Linked DNA regions of Anas platyrhynchos: region 1 is linked to region 2. Evidence: chromatin contacts called from public Hi-C data. All regions are on one chromosome and are shown on one strand. Each heading gives the region's core, a stretch centred on a gene start, on an enhancer-like site or on the middle of the called end of the contact. The rest is flanking DNA. Distances are from core to core; before and after follow the strand shown.

What was found. Hi-C and Micro-C count contacts between places; a contact is called where the count stands out from the background.
Region 1: a Hi-C map of F1 follicle shows a contact between it and region 2, with 1.9 times the contacts expected there. The contact joins the enhancer-like site here to the promoter of TNIP3 in region 2. A contact is called at or near these places in 4 of 8 Hi-C or Micro-C datasets (F1 follicle, liver, skeletal muscle and 1 more).

What each region holds. Positions count from the first base shown.
Region 1 is chr4:46,904,415-46,908,188 of IASCAAS_PekinDuck_T2T, reverse strand. TNIP3 (TNFAIP3 interacting protein 3) reads right to left here. Exons shown (of 15, transcript XM_072037485.1): 11 at 2,860-2,985; 12 at 1,342-1,395; 13 at 1-43. Among named protein-coding and RNA genes, the nearest start is that of NDNF, 32 kb to the left of the region's middle. Within about 2 kb of position 2,313, at least 1 of the 8 cell types and tissues checked has an H3K27ac peak or open chromatin away from gene starts, as enhancers often do.
Region 2 is chr4:46,847,473-46,851,764 of IASCAAS_PekinDuck_T2T, reverse strand. It overlaps TNIP3 (TNFAIP3 interacting protein 3), which reads right to left and starts at 1,316. Exons shown (of 15, transcript XM_072037485.1): 1 at 1,197-1,316; 2 at 613-743.

The DNA.
Region 1 (3,774 bases), core at 1,064-3,563, 55 kb before region 2:
GTGGGTAACTGGGTCTCTCAGACTGTACCGGGAGGTCTTTTGTCTGTCAAAAATTAAGCAAAGCAAGAAAAAAAAAATGCATTACTAGCAGGATATGACAACCAACAGAATATCCACATACAAATTCATTGGTGAAAAGCAACAGGGAAGAAAATCCCCTTTGTCAGCATTAGTAACAATGCTTTCAGTTTAGCTTCTTCAGACTGTTCACAATTTTAAAAGCATTTAAGAAATTTGACTTTTCTCATGCCAGATTCTTGACACCTTTTATGTTAGAAAATATCTTTTTTCAATATGTGGCAAGCATATTTCTGCATGCTTTCCATATTCAAGAGATCTTCATTACACATTAGTAACATTCAATGGTTTGAAGCAGACCTACATGTGGACAGGCATTTGCATAACAAGAAAAATAAATAATATTGGTAAAGGACCAAAGTCTATGGTCTTGAGATTCGGTTGTGCCTTTTCTTAGGCTTTCTGCATCCCAGTAGAATTAATGGGAATTTGCCTAAGGACAGAACAAGGAGGAATGAAAGATGAGTCAGAACTAAATAATTTGACTTAAGAAAATAAACTAGTAAATACACTGCATGGCTCCTCTTGTATTTAAAGTACTTCATAAGCTTGTTTAATCACATCCCAAAGCAGGAAGAGACAAACAAGATGCTCCCAAGTGTAGGCTGCCAGTGCCACAACTACTCAGCAGCGGCTGCCTGTGTGTGTACCAGTGCCTCAGAAATTCCCTGTGATAAAGGCTAAATGAAAAAGGAGGAATTGAGCAGGGCCAAATACTGTGGAACATCTGAGGCACTGCAAATTCACACTGTACTGGTCTCTCTCATCCATCCATAGCCACAGATAACTCATGGAATAGATTTGGGTCAGCAGCTGAAGCTGAACACACACACAGGATAGCTTAAAGCCTGGTACTGATCCTCTGTATATAGGTGAGCCTCAGGTACTACTCCACTAGTTTCCATCTCCTGTGTCAACTAGAATACACCTGCAAGTCCCAGCATCTGTCCTGCAGATGATAGCCAGTTATGTACAGCACCAATCCTCTGGCAAGGGTTCAAGATCTCTATGTTGTGAGATTAAGTGCCCTCCTTCCTCCCTCCCAAGAGGGTAAGAGGAGGAAGAAAGGAGGTGCTCGTTCTCCCAACATAAAGAGCTTGAACCCTTCAGCCCCTCCTGTCACATCTAATGCCACTGGCTTTGGTGGCTGACAAGCAGAGGCAGCGACCAGGAGCGTAAGAAATTGAGATAGTTCCTCACTGCTCCCAAGGGCCAGCATTTCATTTACATCCAACAACAAGACACAGGTAAACAGAAACATACCTGCTGCTGCAACTGCTTTTCTAGTTTTTCCTTTCCCTTCACACAGGTCTTAATCTGAAAATAAATGAAATATTCACCCTGATAAATCAAACCCTTAAAAATCACATCCAAAGCTGCAATGTCACTGCAATGCAGGGGCATATCACACAGAGCTTGTACCACCTGTAGGGCGCACAGTATGCATGCACTGCAGATAAATCACTGGTCCTGGTCCAGAGGGGCTGGGGAGGAGTGGGAGAGGCCTGTTAGCCCCATTTATAGTCCCTCTGCTCACTGTCACTGCTGTGAGAGGTTCTCACAGCATCCACTGACTGACCAGTCAGGGCCATACAAGAAGTTTAGGTTTCTATGGTCTCTAGATGAAGCAAAAATATATAGAAGATGTCTTGGAGTACAAAGACATCTACAGATGTGTCCTACACACAGACACACCTTATTGAACCAACCAGGAGTGGGCTAGTGGGTAGGGGAAAGATAACTAAAAGTTATTGCATGCAAAATAGCAGATTTGTCCGAGGTATTTCTGCATGCCTGGGATGCCCTGAATGGCAAATCACAGCATTCACTCTGGCACTGCCATTTTGTTTGTTTGTTTTTTACACCTGCATGGAATGCTTCCAAGCACCTACAAAAGCACAGGTTAGCCTCAGGCCCAACTGCAGCAGTGCCCTAGCATCAGTCAAGATGCCCAACCTGTGCTCCTCTACAACTGAAGCTGGTGGCAGTGAGGAACACTGGACAGCACCTTGTCTCTCACTCTATTGCAAGATCTTACTAGTATTGATGAATGGCTTGGCTGAAAATAAGGCAATACCGCAGTTTCTGTTTCAAAACAAAGTTGGGGAGAACAATAAATCATCACAGAACATTTTGGTAATCAGCCATTCTTTTAAAACATTGCACAACTCTGTCAAGACAGGAAACCTCAAAATTTCATAACTTTTAAAGGGAGTTGAGAAAGCTCAAAATTTTGCATGCCATGACTTTGCTTTGGCTTCCTGAATGTCTGTGAACAGAATACTGACACTACTCTGAAGAGATAAAAAGGATGTTGCAACAAGAAATTATTCCAGAGGCTGCTCAGCTAATTTGGATGGAGACTTTTTTTTTCCTCAGTGATATTAATATTGCTCTGTAATTCCATAGCAGAGGTCAGGATTCATTACAGACGCTTTTTATTTCAAAAGCTGGTTTGATGTTACAACTCTCATATCAAGTGCCAGTGAAACAATCAAGAGTCCTCTGGATTTGTTTTTGATTCCCCCCTTGTATTTTAAGATATGTTTGAAGAGTTCTTGCAATAAACACTCCCTTCATCTACTTAATTTGGAAGTTGTCTCTAATCATTTCTCATCTTCTTACTGCATTACTTCAGAATGATTTCATCCCAGGTGGTGACCTCACATAAAATCCAATGTCAATTAATGGAAGCCAGAAAGCCTTGGATTGTGTGGAGAGTGAGAAAATAAAAATAAAATACACATGTGCTGGCAATAGTGACTTTCTTTTGACTCATACCTGAGAGTTTAGTTTATTCAGTTGAGACTGTAATCTCTCGTTAATCTTCTGCAATGCTTCTTTCTCCTCATTAAGTCTTTCTCTGTCAGATCGCTCCTTTCTGAAGTCTTCTTCATATATTTGTACCTGCAATCATTATGACTATGTGAATTTCAGCAGAGCCACAACAGAAATTTTAATCCACTTTGTTATATGGTTGCTTTTTAAACAATGGCCAAGCAGTGGGATGCATTCCAAAAGGATCCCTCTTTACAGTCCTGCAACCAAAAGATTTTCCCTCGCTATTTTTCTTTTTTTTTTTTTTTTTTTTTAAATGAACAATACAAAATGACAATTCCACAGTGGCACATCAACTGAAACAGTCCACAGCTTCACTGTTTGTAGATAGTCATAATTAAAAGGCTTACTGGGGAATATCCATTTTAACAATTATAAATAAGATACAAAATACTAAAGACGTGGATCTTTTTAAGGGATAAACAGTAGTAGGGCAAACATTTTATGATTTTTTTTTTCCAGTTTTCAATTGCAAACATCTTTTAATCTCTCCAGTATCTCAGATGCAAGCAGTTAGCATTCTGGTGGAGACCGGAGGTGCTCACACAGCACAAAAAAATGACGTCTATCACACTGTCTGACAGAAGATTATCATTTTATCCAACCTAACGATGAGCAACTGTGATCAAAGAACATCCTGCCTTTTTCATAGCCCACTGAATACCACATGACAAGCTTAGCCTTGAGCCTACCTTGCTTTATGCCTTTGCAGTTGCCTGCAGATTTACCTTTTCTGCTGCTCTAACTCTCTAACAAGAGTGTAGCCCAAAGGATTAATCTGTGAAGAGTAAGTGACAGTATTTAGAGCCATCGTGATATACTTATGACTAGAAAACTTGAACTAGTCAGGACAGTCAA
Region 2 (4,292 bases), core at 67-2,566:
AAACACTGCAGGAAAGGGAAATTTATTATGAAATATATTTCCTTCACAGAAGTTATTAGCATTTATTAAGAAAATAGTGGATAAAAATAATTAAATTGAACCCATTTTATATAGGCCAGGTATGTTTTTCCTGGTATTAACTAGGAACCAGATACTCACCTTTCTGTCAGCCCAGCCAATTGCATTTTATATAACAAAGCTACGTCCTGTAATCACAGAAGTAGACACATTGACTGTGAAGATTAGAAAAATAACTTGGCACCAAATTGTCCAGAAATAACAGCAAAGAACAAACAAAATGCTGCCTATGCAAGAGAGAAGCAAGAGAAGCAGAAATTCCAAAGGCATATTCAATAAAACCACTGAATAAAAACAATGAATCTGCTATTTCTCTCATTGTTTTATGATCATAATCAAATCTTATTCTTTACTAACAATTATTTTTATTTTAAAGAAGGGCCTATAATAGATTTTTGTGTTTGTGTTAAGCAGGTATGTCACATGCACATGGGGCTGCTATTTCTGGCATGCAGCAGTGACTTCACTCAGCAAAACGTTCTTTTTCTCAAACATTTGCATGCAAAAGAAACGACAGCTAGTTTTGCCACTTACCTTGTTTTCTCCACTGCCCCAGTTCACCTCCTCACCTATGCACACCAGCAGCTTTGGGAATGGCCTTCTTCAGCCCTCTCCTCTACCTCGCAGCTGTCCTGCATCTAAAGGATAGTCCTGAAGCCACTAAACTGAAAGTTAAAGGTCACTGTTGAGTTCACTGGAGCAGAAACAAGCACCCAACTCTTATTTTTCATGGCACTCATGTCTTTCTGAGGAAAAAAATGCGACCTTTAGCTTATCTCTCTCTTACAGATTAAAGTTCACTGCAAGTTCTCAGGTTCTAGGAACAACTTTAGTGGCACATAGCCATGGAAGGTGAAACTGTAATAGACTTTTAAGTCTGCCATGTTTCTAGATTTCAAAGCTAAACAAGTGAAAGGCAGTTACCATCTTACCTGGCTTACTGTAAAACATGAAAAAAAAAATATATATATATATAAAGAAATAGTTGAGAAAGCATGCCAAAGTGCTTTGAACAATGATATATATGCCTTTTGCGTGTGTTTGTGCTGGTCTGTAATGGGTTTGATGTTTCAAGAAAAAATGAAGCTAGAATATCAGTTATAGTCCACAGGACCTACCTATTTCAAGTGCATTATCTCTACCTCCTTTTGCTGAGAATACTTCATCAGAAGTCTAATACTTCATTAAATCAGCCTAATTTGAAGTCCTGTTGAATTAATTACTAGCTGAGTCTACAAGGGGATGTTGTTTCAATTGACTTCATCTGTTCACCCTAAGAAAAAAAAAATGGTCTGACAAAAATCAAGAGCCAATATTCTGTTTACAGAGATTCCACTTTAACTGCTGTTTGCAAAAGATCAGCTAACTGTTTTGGTACTTTTTGTTCCAGAATGCAGCACTGGGGGGGGGTCTGATTATGTAAACAGAGAATTCAGTAAGAACAGTAATTGTTTCCAGGTGTTTTGTAAAGAGTACTGTATATAATATCAATTTTAAAAACAGAGAAACAAATGTACTATTCCAAGGAAAGATTAATTCAATTAATTTGCTGCATCAGTTCTGAAACCTCAGTTTTAAACCTGAACATCTGGCTTATAAAGTAGCAATTCCAGAAAATGTACTGAATGAAAATCCAGCAGTCACCATGAAAATCTGACAAACCAAGTATCATCTTTCAGTTCTCTGCTGTCTGTAGCTGCCACATAGCATCTTGGTTGTGTATTTATTTTATCCTACTAACTACAAGTTACAATGACAGTCCCGGAAGAGAAAAACAAACAAGCAAACCCAAAACAAACCAAAAAGGCAAAACCTCTAAACTGGTGCAGAAATTTAAACATATCTCATGTGGAGTATTTGGACAACTTCTTGTTAAATAAGCCTTTCAGTTTGTTTATTCCTCAAAAAAAAAAAAAAAAAAAAAAAAAAAAAAAAAAAAAGTTACAGAAGATTCTGTAAAACATCCCACAAGGTGTCACTAGAGATGCATCAGCCAAAATCTTCCTCAAACACCCTCCCCTACCATTGCTAGCTAAAATAGCCTTCCTCTTTCCCACGGAGAATGCTATGGACAGCTTTGAAAACACGCGAAAATAAAAGACAAAATGTGGACAGAAGCATGTTTACTTGTGTAACTCTGTACTTTAAGTTGTGGCCTATTAACCATCTAGGCAATAATTTGAATAGTGAATGAACCAAGCAAACATTGATCAATGGGAAAAGCACTGCAACTTAGGCATCATCTTTCAATGAACTGTCTCAAAAATGTGCAACAAGGTAAGTTTTACATAAGAGTCAGCAGAAGATGCATTGTCCCTGTTTTCAGACTCCTAATATAGAAAGAGGGACAAAATCAATCACCAGATCTGCCACGGTTCCCCATTAATACTAGGAAAGATGTCGTGTTTTATATTCTTCATTAAGTTTTATACCCATCTTTTAACATTCACACCTATCCCTGAGTGTCACAGATGTCTTTCAAATACCCATTATCTTCAGATATGATGGCACGATAGGATCCCCATTTCCAGTAATTGCTTAAGACCCTTTCTGTCGAGTACTGTATGAACAAAGTATGAATGCAAAGCTACTGTGCTGGACAAAAATTACTCCCCCTCCCTGTGTTCCCCCACTCCACCCCAGATTCCCATATCTAGAAAATTATATACCACTTGAGAGATGTGTATTAATACAGAGCAAGTCAGAGAGCTCAAGTAGCAGTTACATTTCAGTGCCCAATTGTTTCTATGCTATGAAAATTGAAGCAGATGGCATGCTGAACATGAGCAGAACAGCTGAGCAGCACAGAGGTACATTCACGGACCTAGTCAGTCTCCTGCCCCAAAAAGGCACAATTATATCAGGTATAATGACTTACATTGCTTATTGCCTGGCAGGCAGTGCACTGTAGTTAGTTAATTGCTGCAGAAAGTGTTCAGTTCACCTCATCCCTGGGCTAAATGTCAGGTTCCAAAGGACGTCCCAAGCAATGCAAGCAGTTGAGTCTTACGTGCTCAAGCTATGATCCATAGGACTCACCTTTATTTGTTTTTAATTTTTAAGGGACCATCCCTTCTTTCTTTGAGAGAATCCCTCAGATGACTGCTTGTCCCTTGTTTCATTCTTCACAAGAAGCATGGAGATTGAGACAATCTATCAAATCTTTGCAGAGTGATAGCAGGCAGCATAGCTGCTAATGAACCTTGTCCTCACTACAAAAACCAACCTGGTCAGAGAGACTCTTAAGCAAAAATGAAACCACAAAGGATGAGTTGTTTTTTGTTTTGTTTTATCCTTTAATTATTTTGAAATCATCAAAAATTATGAATATAACTGCAATTAGTTTAGATATGAGAAATCCTTCATGAAGGACAAATGCTGGCTTTATGGAGCGAAAAAAAAATTAGTACATATACACGTTCGTGTAACAGTATTTAATAAAAACTACAGCAAGTACAGCACATATATCAATATTGTTTCTATTACACAGTATACAGTTAATACAAGAACACAAAATGTGACTGGTGACAGGTGCACTCAGTACACTCAGGTGTTTTATCTGGTTGATTTGTACATTATAACCATGATAACACTAGTAACAGCCTATAATATGTCCAAATACAACCTGTAAATAGTAGTCATCTTACACTTCTAGAATAAGTAAATAAGTTATTTTGCATGGATGAGCATAAATAAGAATATTTAGCATAAGGCCTCACAAATTTTATGCTGAAGCTGTTTCTCAATATCTCAGTCATCTGTGAGACAAATGAAGCAGATAACAATAATTACAGCACAGGTTCTAAGAAAAAAAATCAAAGGAGCATTTGTGATTGCTAAAATATATTAAAAAAAAAAAAAAAAAGGAAGTAATAAGATGACTACTGCAAAAGTAGTGAATGCAATTTTGTAGAAGCAAAATTGCCTATAACCATTCACCTGGAACAAACAACTATGTTTTGTAACCTATTTATAGCTGATGATTTAACTAAAGGCTTGCTTTCTCAATATTTTCCTCTTCAGTCTCACCACTGTGTAAGTTTACTTGGGAAGTTTTACTTCGGAAGTGGAAATGCCACACGCTAAGAAAAATAGTATTTTTGTAATATGTCTATTTAAATACAATATTTTGCCTTATTTTTCATGTGGCTATCACAGATTTCCTTTAAAAATAGTTGATTACTGTAAACTCAGCAAGTTCATCTGCCTTTTGT